2 separate regions of the Sus scrofa genome follow, and region 2 is linked to region 1. The links are chromatin contacts, called in public Hi-C maps. All regions are on one chromosome and are shown on one strand. Each heading gives the region's core, a stretch centred on a gene start, on an enhancer-like site or on the middle of the called end of the contact. The rest is flanking DNA. Distances are from core to core; before and after follow the strand shown. Region 1 overlaps BNC2 (zinc finger protein basonuclin-2). Region 2 has its middle 540 kb from the start of CCDC171.

What was found. Hi-C and Micro-C count contacts between places; a contact is called where the count stands out from the background.
Region 2: a Hi-C map of embryonic fibroblasts shows a contact between it and region 1, with 1.6 times the contacts expected there. The contact joins two enhancer-like sites. A contact is called at or near these places in 3 of 47 Hi-C or Micro-C datasets (embryonic fibroblasts, fibroblasts and retroperitoneal adipose tissue).

What each region holds. Positions count from the first base shown.
Region 1 is chr1:206,279,598-206,286,596 of Sscrofa11.1, reverse strand. All of the region lies in intron 4 of BNC2 (zinc finger protein basonuclin-2), which reads right to left. Among named protein-coding and RNA genes, the nearest start is that of BNC2, 360 kb to the right of the region's middle. Within about 2 kb of position 3,991, at least 7 of the 83 cell types and tissues checked have an H3K27ac peak or open chromatin away from gene starts, as enhancers often do. A contact at or near this core is called in embryonic fibroblasts, where this site is marked.
Region 2 is chr1:206,602,460-206,609,458 of Sscrofa11.1, reverse strand. No RefSeq gene overlaps it. Among named protein-coding and RNA genes, the nearest start is that of CCDC171, 540 kb to the left of the region's middle. Within about 2 kb of position 2,453, at least 4 of the 83 cell types and tissues checked have an H3K27ac peak or open chromatin away from gene starts, as enhancers often do. A contact at or near this core is called in embryonic fibroblasts, where this site is marked.

The DNA of each region.
Region 1 (6,999 bases), core at 2,742-5,241:
CTAAGGAGGGCTAACACTGGCAAAAAGCCTAATCAGCTTTCTTCCCAGAACACAAACTTTTTAAAAACAAAATGACTGAAGAAATAAGGTGTTTATGCCAAAAATGATAGAAAATATTATTTGGTAATTATTGTTTTCCTCTTAAAATTATGGACTCAAATTAAAGGAAACAAGTTTTATGAAGAGGATGGTCTAAGACTTAAGAAAATTATATCTAATAATCAAGAGATTTCTCAAGCATAATAAAACAGAGAGAGGGGAGTAGGACCAGGAAGCAAGCTAGAAGCTTCTTTGAAAGATGCTTGTTTCATTCAGAGTGGCACCAGAGTCACTGGTTGGAGAGGACAGTAAATTGAAGACTGTGAGGCAACTTGGAAGAGAAGAGGGACATAATGAATGTCAATGATTAGAGCAACAGGAAAAATACTAAAAACAAAGACCTAAGTTCCTGAGTTTCTTCTGGAAAACTTCCAATGGATGATCAGACTCCAGGGCTTCAACATGGTAGGCTATTATTATCACACTTCACACTGGTGCCTGTACCACAGGAGAAGACAGGCTAGCTTCTCTGAAGGTCCAAAGAGAACAGTCTCTGCAAGAACATTATTAGCCAGATGATCAGAGATCGCCTATACATGGGGACATCTGCCACTTTCTTCTCTAAGATGACAGTGGGACATCAGTTTTCCAGTGGAAACTGGTCCCACTGAAATCCTACCAACCTGTGAATCCCAAGTATACGCTCTGGTCCAAGCCTTCATGGAAGTACCACCAGCCAAGAATGCAGGTCTGACCTGATGGTTCTGGAGTCATCTGGTTTCCAAGGGATGGTTTACTACCTCTGTGACCCCCAGGCCACACAGCCTGACAATTCTGGGGGGCTTCAGTCTAACTTTCACATTCCAGCTGTGCAAAGAGCCCCTGTGCCTTCCACCATTCAAGGAGGAGAGCTGCCAAAATAACCAATAGCCAGGATATGAGCAGCTAAGTCAACTTGGAGGATAAAAAAGGAAGGAGGACATGGGGGTGCAGAGCAGGAAGAACAAACCGAGGAGCAGAAGCTAGAATCCTACATGTTTTCATCATCTGGTTTTCACCCAGCTTAGGTATCTAATTGCTTAAATGATTCCTTTAAAAAAGAAAAAGAAGAAGAAGAAGGAACTGATCATCAAAGAGAGCTTCATTATAGCAGCTCTGTACTAGTAATCTATTATCTATATCACTCTTTGAAATTAAATTCATAAACTTACATTCCTCTTTCTTTCATAGATGTTTAACTTATAAATCTCACTGTTCCTCTACCAACAGGCAAGCAAGGTTTGTTTTCTAACTCTGTAATTACATTTTTTTTTCCTAAAGGATCTTAGTTTCTAAAGTCACAAGGCTCTCCCTTGGTACAGGATGCATCTCCTGATGCTTTTCAGAAATCAAAAAAAAAAAAAAAAAAAAAAGTCTTTCACTCTGAAAAAGAAGTAGTTATCAATAAAACCCTTCTTTTTTTACTGACAATGGCCTTCACAGGAATAAGCCTTATCATCTTGAGATTAATAATTACCAAATATTCACCTCCAAACCTGTGGCACTGACTCCTGATTCTAGCAGCATATCCTGTTTTTTGAAGCTAGCAAATCAGCCTGCCAGTTACCCTGACCCTGAAGGGAACAGGAGGCAGGAAAGAACATCCCCTTCCACGCACAGCTATCAGAACTGCTGGCTATTTGCAGAATGCTTCTGTCAACAGGACCAGTAAACAAGTGTTAATACTGCGAGTGGAGGCAACATCTAGAGAGAATTTAATGTGGTTAGCTGCATGGAGCAGAGCACAGAGATCTGAGAGGGAATTATGTCAGCTCCTGAAAGCCAGTGGTCAGTGGCTGACAGCGGTGAAACAGAGCTGCTTCAAAGCCGACTGGGCTGTGACCTGAACAATGTTCACCCCTGTGCCCAGCAAGAAAGGATCAATGACTGTCTGCTGGGCTCTAGTCATCCCCCTGGCTAATGAAAGCCGGGCTGAAAGGCATGCTATGGGGCCTCTGGGCAGCCTGCAGCCTGGCGTTAGTGGAGTTTGTTACAGAGCTTGGCTGGTGAGTACACGGGGCACCAAAGCCTCCCCCAACCCCGTGCCCTTCCCTCTTCCATCCCACCAACTCCCCTCTGGCTGTCTGTTTAGTGTCACTCAGTTGGGATGGATCCTGTTAAAGATCTGACGCTTAGTGAGGACTCAGAGGTGTCTGGAACGCCTGCCTCTAATCATAAACACCACAGCTGGCAATGATGTGGTCGAAAAAAAAAAAAATCACCTTGATCCACTACACATTCTCTTTGATGTTTCTGCAGCGAGTTCACTGCCCAGAGAAAAAGGTACGAGGTTTTTTTTTTTAAACTCTGAAAAAAATCAAGCTTGACATTCTCAAATCATAACCATATGACTTTCAATTCTATGCTTTAAAAAATATCATATATATATATATATATATATATATATATATCATCACATTTTGTTCTAAGAAACTCAGAGAAGAGGCATCTGACAATGATAACATGAAACAGGTTTGGGAGATAATGGCAGTTTGAGAGGAAAACACTTCCAAATCGGGGGGGGGGGGGGGGGGAGTCAGACTGCCACGACCAAAAAAGGAAGAAGCCTTCTGCCAAAGATTGCAAACTGCAGTGACCTTAAGTAAGAGACTGTAGCTGATTCAAGAGAAAATGAAAACTTTTCAAAGACAACACTGCTTGTGCTGCGCCACTGTTTATAAGTGTCTTCTGCCCTCTTGCCTTTCCAGTGGCCTGGTAAACACACAGCCTCACTGTGCTTCTAGCCCCAGGCCACAGGGTTCTAATGAATATTCAGCCACATTAACATGCATTTTCTTTGTGTTTCTTTTTTGAAAAAATTTCTGCCAAGACAGGGCTGGTGTGGGCACTGTCTCTGTGATGCCATATTGATCTGTACTGTGAGGTGCCTTTGCAAGTTGAAAGCTAAGATTCCTCTTAGATTATGGGGCACTTAAAAAAAAAAAATTCTAAATACACTCACTAATTCTGTCTTCTGAAGACATGAGTCTAGCATGGATAACAACTGTGCAGGTCCCAAGGAAACACATGAGATCGTCATACATAAACTGAGATAGAGATTTCTTATGTATCATCAAAGACATTAGAAATTAGATATTACACATCTACATCCCTTGAATACCCCAGGATCCAGGGTAAGGACTCAAAGATTCTTTACTTACACCTAATAGCCAGTTCTTTCTAGTATACACAGTCCTTGTATAGAAAGAAGCACACAAAATAAGCTGGGTTCAATAAATGTACTGCTTTTTTTTTTTTTTTTTTACCATTTCAATCAGAAGTAATTTGAAAACTCTCCTACTAAGATTTTGTAATTAGGAGTTCCCGTCGTGGCGCAGTGGTTAATGAATCCGACCAGGAACCATGAAGTTGCGGGTTCGGTCCCTGCCCTTGCTCAGTGGGTTAAGGATCCGGCGTTGCCATGAGCTGTGGTGTAGGTTGCAGATGCGGTTCGGATCCCACGTTGCTGTGGCTCTGGCATAGGCCAGTGGCTACGGCTCCGATTCGACCCCTAGCCTGGGAACCTCCATGTGCCACGGGAGCAGCCCAAGAAATAGAAAAAGACAAAAAAAAAAAAAAAGATTTTGTAATTACATCTTAACAAAAAAGTGAGAAAATAAAAATACGTGTTCACCCAGATAGTTTTAAAACGCTCAATCTGTCAGGTGAGAAGCATCTTTTATACTTATTCCAAATGTAGTAAGATAATCAGGTGCTTCTCATTCTAAATGAAGTCAATGATAATTAGATGTTTTGAGTTTCTTTGATTCTGAGGAACAAGAGCAAAACAGTTTTAAAGCGATCAGTTGCACTGTGACACAACTGATGTTTAAGAAATCACTCTATAAATGGCACCCAGGAATGCAGCAGCAATGCATGTAGTAACGATATCCAGATGAAGCCAAAAAGTTTGGATACTGCTGTGTTGTTCTAAACTGAGGTTTTGCAGACTAACAACATTCCTCCATAATGATAGTGGTGTCTTTAGATTGCGATAAGATTCAAATTTATTGAGAGTTATTTACTGTTGTGTATAAGGATCTGTGTGTTAAGGAGTGAAGCAGTGGGTTGGAGTAGGCAACTTGGCTGGGCTGACGGCTGAGAAACCTCAGGAGTTTGCATACCCCTATAAGGTAATTTCTTTCCTTTTTTTTTTTTTTTTTTAAACATAGGCAAGGCAATGAAATGTTAGTCAATCCTAGCAAAATGAAAGGCAGGGATGTGCCAACATACACTGAAATACTGGCATTTACTGCAATATTTGTGTTACTTCATTCAAGTTTTTGTCATCCATTAAGTATAGCTGCCAGAAATTTTAGCTCAATTCTTATCATACAAGGAATACAATGTATTTTACATTGTATTCCTTGCCAGAAAGAAGAGGAAAATAATCCTATATGCTGGAATTTACAATGACAATGACACCAAAATAAAAGACTTAAATAAATGGATATACCTGACCTGACATCCCTGTGATGGAAAACAGATTTTATTTTTATTTGTAGTGGTATAAAGTTCATTTGTCTACTTCCTTCCTCCAAAGCTTAGAGGAGATTAAAAAATCATGTCATTTAGCTCATTTTTGAAAGTCAGTCAGTCTGGGGTGTTTATACAAACGAGGTGAAGAATAACAGCCTTGATGTTATCATATTAATTGTGGTATCCAAAGGGGGACAACAGAGTCATATGGCACTAAGTTTTTGAAGCCGATCAATGTACTAGATGATGGTATAATTCTCAACAGTAGCTGAGATTTGTAGACCAGTCCTAACTGGCACAAATATCCCACATCAGGGTTTCCACCAAATTCTCTTTTTTTTTTTTTTTTGCTTTGTAGAGCACCAAATCCTTTTAAGCACTGGCTGGTCTGGAAAGAATACTAAAAAACTGGGTAATAGGGCCCAGTTAATTCTTAAGCATAAAATTCACCAAGGAGGTACAATAGAAGAGGATTTTTTGTGTGTTTGTGTCTTTTTTGGGGCAAACCCATGGCATAAGGAGGTTCCCTGGGTAGGGAAGCCACAGCAATGCCAGATCCGAGCCATGTCTGTGACCTATACCACAGCTCACAGCAACGCCAGATCCTTAACCCACTGAGCAAGGCTCCTCATGGATACTAGTCAGATTTGTTTCTGCTGAGCCCCAATGGGAGCTCCACTACAAGAGGATATTTATCATCTACTTTATACACTTCTATGTAGCTTGAATTCTTTGTAAAGACATTATAATAAAAACTAATATTTAAAATAGAAAACATACTTTTATGCAAAAAGGCAATGCCCCTTCTTTACTACTATTTATTTTACTCTCTTTAAAACTCTGTTATATGAGATTTGAGATAAAAAGGAAGAGAAATCATATTTTGCTAAGACCAGAAAACAAATGTCTCTATCATATAGCCTAATGGGAAAAGCAGAAAACAGATGCATGACTAACATGTCCTACACTGAGAAGAGAAGACTGCTTGCAGAACTGTCAGATTAGAGGGACATATGCAAGAGTTTTACCCCCATTTCTTTCTTTTTTTTTTTTGCTTTTTAGGGCCACACCCATGGCATATGGAGGTTCCCAGGCTAGGGGTCAAATGAGAGCTACCGCTGCCAGCCTGCACCACAGCCACACAACGCAGGATCCGAGCCACATCTGCGACCTACACTACAGCTTATGACACCACCAGATCCTTAACCCACTGAGCGAGGCCAGGGATTGAGCCCGCAACCTCATGGTTCCTAGTCAGATTTATTTCCACTGTGGAACTCCCCCCATTTCTTTTAAAGAGGGGTAAATGTTCCCTTGGCCAGCCCTCTTCTTAACTGTCACTACCATGTGGCAGAGAGCAGTGACTAGGGTCTCTTTGTCTCTCAGAGGTTTAGCCTTCATTGGTGTAATAAACCCCAGTGCATTATGCAACCAACAAAAGGGATGCTAGGACTTGGAGGTGATTCTGCGGTACAGTCCTAGATGAAGGGCTCAAGGGCAAGGGATTAGGACTCTGGAGACTCCAATGTAAAAGTCTCAAAAGGTAGGAATTCACCTTTTCTACTAGTTTGGAGATTTTGCCAAATCATAGCAGATTTAGAAGGTAACTTTGTCTTAGGATGTAGGGATTCAGAGAAGAGAAGCATCTCTTTGGATAAAAAGAGGCAACATTACATCTGGGGGTTTCTTGTTCTTTAGTGGCTAAAGAGTTCTTGGCTAGACTCAAGACACAGCACATTCTAGGTGGGAATACTGCTCACCAAGCAAACAGAGGACAGGTCAGAAGGCCAACCCAGGCTGCCATGGCTGCTAGCAACAATGGAAACCGTGGCTGCCAGTGTGGAGTTGCTACTTTGTGTCAGGGCCTCATTCTACCATTATTTCCCCCTCCCCTTTTTTTGCAACCCTATGGGGTGGATATAATCATCTATATTTTACAGGAAGGAAAGGAAAAGTGAAGTTCATCACCATCAAGGTTAAGTAATTTGGTCAAATTCACACATTTGGTGGTAAGAGACAGAATTGGGCTTTGACACATAATACCCAAGACTGTGCCTAGTGTCCTTCCAGGTGGAGCTAAAGGACTCTCATTGCAGAAGAGGACAGATAACCTCATCTGTCAGTAGACACTGTTTGTTGATAGGGGCTGATGATACAAACCCCTGGGACCAAAATCTAAGGACCACATTAAATTACCTTCAGAAATTTTCCTCTAGGAAGTCCAAAGGAGAGACATGGACTTCCTTTGGCTACAATAACCTCTATAGGATGAAGTCTAGCCTTTCCTCTCCAGTTGAACCTGCTCATGTACAGAAGTTCCAGGAGGCCACAAGGAAACATTTTCTCATGCCTGAAATCTTGGTAGAACCTGGAGCCAAGAGGATAACAATCATCCTGGACTATTCGACTCCACCCCCAAAATACCACCTTTGGAAGGCATCT
Region 2 (6,999 bases), core at 1,204-3,703, 320 kb before region 1:
GACTCAAGTCCTTGGGTTGAGTGCTTTTATTTTTATTTCTACTCTAGGTGGATTCTCCAAGGAACTGACGATACTCACAAATGGTTCTAGGCCAGCTTTTTAGCCAGTGGCCAGCAGCCAGGAGGGTTCAGGGCAAGAGCAGGCAGTGGGCCCTCTTGTTCCCCTGAGCATGCCAACTCCTCTATCTGAGGAGAGCCATCTACTAGAAGGTCATGGCGCCCCCAGGTGAGTGGCAGTCTGGCCAGCCCTAGTGAGAGATGACACAAGTTGACTGTCCCCAAGACAAAAAGCTTTACAGGAAATTACCACCTCTCTTTTCCACCTTATCTTCTTCTCAAAGGTATACAGGTTAGACAGAAATCAAAGCGAGTCGTTGATTTAGTTGTCATGTATATTACTTATCTATTGGGGTATAACAAACTGACCCAAAACTTAGTAGTTTAAAACAATGAACATTAGGGACTTCTCTGGAAGCTCAGCAGGTTAAGGATCTGGTATCATCACTGCTGTGGCTCTGGTTGCTGCTGTGGCGAGGTTCAATCCCTGGCCTGGGAATTTCTGCTTGCCATGGGCACAGAGAAAACAAAACAAAAACAAACAAAGAAACTAAAAACACCAAACTTGAATTATCTTCCTTTCTGTGGGTCAGAAGTTGAGGAGCAGCTTATCATGGTAGTTCCGATACCTCCTGGGTGAAGTTCAGGAGGCCATGGCGCCTCCAGATGAGTGGCAACCTGGCCAGCCCTGGTGAGAGATGACGAGAGATGACTCTGTCCCCAAGATGAAAAGCTATACATGGAATTACCACCTCTCTTCTCTGCCTTCTCATCTTCTTCTAAAAGGCATATCAATGTTAGACAGAAATTACACCCCAAGTGTGTTATTGGGTGAAATTAGAGGCTGCAAGATCTCTTAAATGGTGTAGCATCTAAAGGTTTGACTGGGGCTAGAGGACTCACTTCCACAGTGACCTGATCCATTCACATGGCTGTTGGCAGGAGGCCCTGCTTCCTTACCACATGGGCCTTCCCCCCACCGTGGGGCTGCTTGAACATCCCTACAACATGGCAGCTGGCTCCCTCCATAGCAAGGGATCCAAGATAAAGAGCAAGGAGGAAGCCCTTGCCTTTTTATGTCCTGATCTGGGAAGTCACACCATCATTCCATTCATTAGACTTGAGTTGCTGAATACACTTACATTTAGGGAGGGAATCAGGGTCTACTTCTTGAAGGAGGGGGTATCAAAGTATTTGTGGTCATATTTTATGACCACCATGCAGGTCCACTAGAGCACTGAGGAATCTCAAAGTCATTTAAGAAATGCTTGATTCTAACATTCATGTAAGGAAACCAGAATGATGAAGATTTTCCTTAGTTATATACCTCATCAGAGGTGGATTATAGGATTGCTCTGAAGGTACCTTGAAAATATATGGTCATTCTTCTAAGGAGAACAGTCACAAATACAGCAAGTAGATAATTACAACACACTGCACCCAGTGCTCTAACAACTGTATTAAGATTTATTGAGCCCTCACTGTAAGCCTATCATTCTCAGAAGGGCTCCACATGCAAGTCATAGCAACCCCCTGAGGTGGTACTGATTTGACCCCCATTGATTTATGAGGACAGAAAGGAACTGGTGGAGCTGAGATGAAAGGAACATAAACCAAAAGCTGAAAGAACCCAGAGAGGAGGAGCCTCCTTTTGCCTGGGTGGTGATGGTGAGAGTTGTAAAAGTCATCCTGAAAAAGGAGATATTTGAATTGGGCTGTAAAGCATGAGTAGGAGCTCGTTAAAAAAGACAAGGTAAGAGAGATATCAGAACACAGTCTGGACAGCGAATTGTGAACACTGAGGCTAGGGAGTGGAGAGCTGCCGGGATTTTCCCACAGGGCCTCTCATACATTCTGGTGGATGTGAGCAAGCTTTCTGTAATATTCACATCTGAGTTTTACACAGGTCGTGCCCACAGTCTGGTTTTGCTCCATCTCCAAACGGAAATTCCTGTACCAAATAGACCTTGAAGGGAACAGTTGTGGATGTGTAAGAAAGAGAAAAATATCTATGTCTGCCTGTGTCTAGTTAGCTGTGTTGCTCGAAGCATGCAGGGAATGAGGTTGCGTCTTAGGTTCATTTCCAACGTGGTTGAGTTTCCTTTTCTTTGATCCATGCCATAGACAGTGACCACAGCCAGCTCTGACCTGGCCAGCTGTCCCACTGCTATGTTTGGCTGGTTACAGTCAAGCTGGTTAAACTTCATTCACTTTATTAGGGCTGGATAGGAAGCCTTAAAGCATATCTTAATGACAAGAACCATCTTTCTACATGAAGGATGCTACATATTGCAACACATCATTGACACAGAAAACTCCTATCTAGCCTGACTATGTAAGGTTATGGTGGTTAGTTAAATATTTTGGTTAACAAACGATTGCTACAGAAGTCCTCCATGTATGACTAACTTTCAAAGAATTAGAATCCAGTAAGGCACTCCTTTGTTCTAAAATAACCCTGTGCATGCTCTAATATTTCTGTGAAGGCCCAAAGGCACTACAGAAGACATGGGTTCTTAAAGTCCACATTATGATGGCAAGGTTAGGTCAATGAGGCTGAGAAGGAAAAAGAGGGCAAAGAATATTTTCCTATGGAAACCACCAAGCTTGCTCTGGCCACTGAGTGTGGAGGTAAACTTAGGAAATCATGCATCTTCCTGATTGTTCCTGGAATGAGAAGACCTTCCAAGAGGAATACAGGGCCATTCCAGAAGACAAGAGTGCGGGCAAATAGTGTCTTGGAGCTTCCTGACCCATAGCTAGAAAGACTTCTGTTGAAAACTTTCCTGCTAATCAAAACCAGCTTCAGAAGTGAGTCAGAGTGCAATTTCTGGAGACACTTCTTCATAAGGGCTTCATAGAACATTGCTGGGGTGCTAGATCTTATTGGAAATATAACAAGATGGAGAAAATTATATTTATCAGAAGTATTTGTGTAGTTGAAATATTTAAAAGAAATGCTGTTTGCAGTGGGTTGGGGTTTCTCAACAGTTGCATGTCACTTTGTCTTCAAATGAGGGCAGGTCTGGTTGACTGCCAAGGTTTTGTTTATCTGAGCAGGGTATGCAAATTTGAGACCAAGCAGAATTGTTCGAAGAACAGAGGAGGGGCCTAGTGGTGTTTGTTGTCCTCTCCCTCTCCTCCCACCCCTCTGCACAATATTGAACAGATATTTAAAGAAAATCATTTTGGAGGAACACTCAATTGTGAGGCTTCCCACTATAGTTGTCATATCTCCATCTGGCTTTGATCCTAATGCATAGATTATGTAAAGTCCATTGGTTGACTTATCTCATGACCCTGATCACCCCACTTTCTGCTATTTCACTGCTGGTTATGCATCCAATAGAACATGTGGGAAAGAAAAAAGAAGAAAAGGGAGCTAAAGCAGTCAAGTGCTCGACTTTTTAACAGCTCTAATTTTTTTAAGTAGGGGTGGGGTTAGATGGAAGAGGTTGCAACTGGTGTTAAAAATGAGGTTTGAGGGACTCTTACTGTGGCTCAGCAAGTTAAGGACCCAACATTGTCTCTGTGAAGATGTGAATTTGATCCCAGGCCTCGTTCAGTGGGTTAAGGATCTGGCATTACTGCAAACTGTGGTGCAGGTCACAGATGTGGCTTGGATATGGTGTTGCTGTGGCTATGGCATAAGCCTGCAGATGCAGCTCTGATGTGACCCCTAGCACAGAACTTCCATGTGCCCCGAGGTGTGGCCATAAAAAGAAAAAAGAAATGAGGTTTGAAAATTGTCTGTATCTGGTCTTAATCTATACTAAAACTAGTCTTAAAAAATCATCTCAGAGGCTTTGCAGGTGAAGAGACTGCTGTCCAAAGTGACTTGCCACAGGTTAAAATGCTATTACAACATATAATTAAGAGATTATCAAGGAATTCCCTTCATGGCTCAGCAGTTAACAAACCTGACTAGGATCTATGAGGATGTGGGTTCCACCCCTGGTCTCGCTCAGTGGGTTAAGGGTTAAGGATCCAGCATTGCCATAAGCAGTGGTGTAGACCGGCAGCTGTAGCTCCAATAACACCTAGCCTGGGAACCTCCATACGCTCTGGGTGTGGCCCTAAAAAGCAAAACAAAAACAAAAATAAAAAACAGAGAGAGATGATCAATGAGATCCAGTAAAAGGATCCCCAGGATAGAAAGAGTCTGAAGCATCTGGTCATCATCTTTGTGTGTGTGTTTCTCCTTCTTCTACCTGGTAAGAAATAGAGGAAGAAGAATTATTCATGATTCCTTGTGATTGCCCAGGATTACTCTCGAGAATAATGCTACCCACCTGCATTATACACCTTTTGTTTGACAATCATTTATATAGGAGTTATTACTTGAAAGGCACTGTTCCAGGCAGATTCTGAATATGAACCTATTTCATGATTGTAGCACCTCCCTGGGCCAAGGACTAGTGGTATCTCCATTTCGCAGATGGGGAAACTGAGGCATGCAGCTAGCAACACCAGTGAGTTGGGGTGTGGCCAGATAGTCTGGCTCGGAATCTGCCATTAACCACTAAACTGGCCTGACTGCAGAGCTCTGCCCCTGTCTTTCCAGAGGTCTTTCTTATAAACCCCTGAGATTCCTCTAAAGTAACAAGCATGCAGCGATCTGGTGCTGGTGCGAGTGCAGAGCTTTTGCTGGCTGGGAAAGGGCCCCTGGAAGGGTCCTCAGGGTGGAACAATGGAGCAACATGAAGACACCAACAGGAGGTTTTTTCCCACAGAAACATGAGCTCTGGGGGCAACAGAGGGAGGAAGATGGGTGAGGGCGAGGCCAAGGATCTAAGATGCAGTCCATATGGGATTACATTAAGACATATGTATATATGTGTTTGGAAGTCTGCACACATGTGGTTCTGGTTGTGTGTGAAAGTGTTTATGTGTTCATATTTTTATGCCCATTGTGTGCATGTGTGTGTATGCAGCCATGGGCTTGCTAATGTATGTAGAAGGTGCTAGAATAAACTCCTAAAGTGACTTGGTTTCTCCCTGCTTAGTGAATCCATATCCACATCTGGATTCATTCTGCCTCAGCAATACCTGGTCCTCTCTTGTCTCCTGAATGATTCTGATCACCCTTCTCCTTGAACCAGAGGAAGATGAAACTAAGAGGAAAAGTAAAGAGAGAATTCTAAAATCAAAGCCTTTTTTTTTTTTCCTGAAAGAGCCACTATTTGCCCCAAAATCCACAGGAGGAGCAGTACGATTGGTGATTCTTCCACCTCTTTAAAGAGGCTGATGCACAGTAAGAGAGGACCACAGAGTCCCCTGGTGTGCTGGTCCCTCAAACCCATAGCCCATCCCATGGGTGGCCAGGATCCCCACCCCCGCCCCAGCCCCAGCTCATAAGTATTAACCCATCTGGTCAGGAACTAGAGACCTGAGAGGGCCCACCAGGTTCCACTACCCCAAACACTTAAAATTTTAAGACCTCATTCAAGGCCAGCCGTGCTGTCCTCAGAAACACTATGTATACAAGTCTTTTCAAGTTGCTGCTGCCCACAAGCAGACCAGGGAAAGGAAACAGAAAACGCTGTTGCTGCTGCCTTTTAGCATCCACTGTGAGCATGACCGTGGGCATATGTCTAACTGCAGAAGTGTCAGTCCAGGCTTCTCTCCCTGGAAGGTGATGGCTGGGTGATGGCCCCTCAGGAAGGGGCGACCAGCTTGCTTGGCAGCCAGGATGATACGCAGGACCAGCAGAGGGCGCCACCGCGCTGACACTCGTCTTGCTGCTCAGTACAGGCTATTGGGGGTGTGCTCAGGAAGGCCAAAGATGGATTGGTTCAATACCATACCCCCCTCCTCTGTTCCCTCCTTCCCTCTCCTCTCTCAGTCTTTCTTTCTTCCCATCTCTAGCCCCCACACCCCTCCCCAACTTGAGCAGCTCACCCCAGGGAACCTCAAGTCTAGTAACTGAGTGTTAATTATGTCTGAGTGGATTCTAGAGAAAAAGAAAACCATATACTGTATCAGCAGAGAAATGGTTTCACTGTGAGGAAACTAATGATGCTTTTATCAGGAACAATATAAAGATTGCTTTTTTACTAGTGTGTGTCCCATAGGGTTCAGGGCTATGAGATATTTCTGTATCTGGCTTTAGGTTCCTCTGAGCTTTTACATAATCAAATCAATATAGCCATGATTCACCCTCTGGCAACAACTGCTCCCTGCAAGTTTGCTGTTGTTTCTTTAGTGGCTAAAGAGAAAATAAATAAATATATGGAAAGGAACTGATTATGAATCTGTAAATATTGATTTGTTCCGTCTTTGGGCTTCCTTTTTAATTGCTCTGCATGCACAAGCACATACACGCACCCAGAGTGAGCAAGCGAGTTCACGGTCAGAAGACAAGGTGGCGAGTACCACCCAAGTGTTTACTGTTGTCTGGTTTTCAGAGTCAGAGAGGTGTTGCTTCCCGGTCTGCCAGCGTCCTTTTTGTACATTTTCTTTTCATACATCTCCTTTCCCATCCCTGTGAAGTCCCTGCATCCTGGATGTGATCTGGGTTCTTGCCTTTCTCCCTGAGTCGTATTGTTTTTATCAGGAATTTCCCTCCCCTGCATCTGGCAGAAACGACCCCCCTCCCTCCACTGTCTGGTCCTAGTGCAATCGTTAAGGATGCCTCTTTTCCGTGTCCTGAGGATAGCTGGTCTGACCCCAAAGAGTATAGAATGTGGGCGTGGGAAGGCGTGGGAGCCCAGAGCAACCTGAAAACTGGTCTCACCGTTTTCTTGGAAAACACACATTTTTTTCTTGTCTCTCCCAAGCTTTACAGAAGGACCAGCTCTTTGACATCCTTCACAGCACGTGCGACATGCCCGCCTTCGCTCCCTCCCTTCCTCTTAGTAAATAAACACAGCCGTCTTTTCTTTCATGCTACAGTGTGGGGGAGGGTCCTAGCCCTCTGTCATCCACTCTTCATAGACAAATC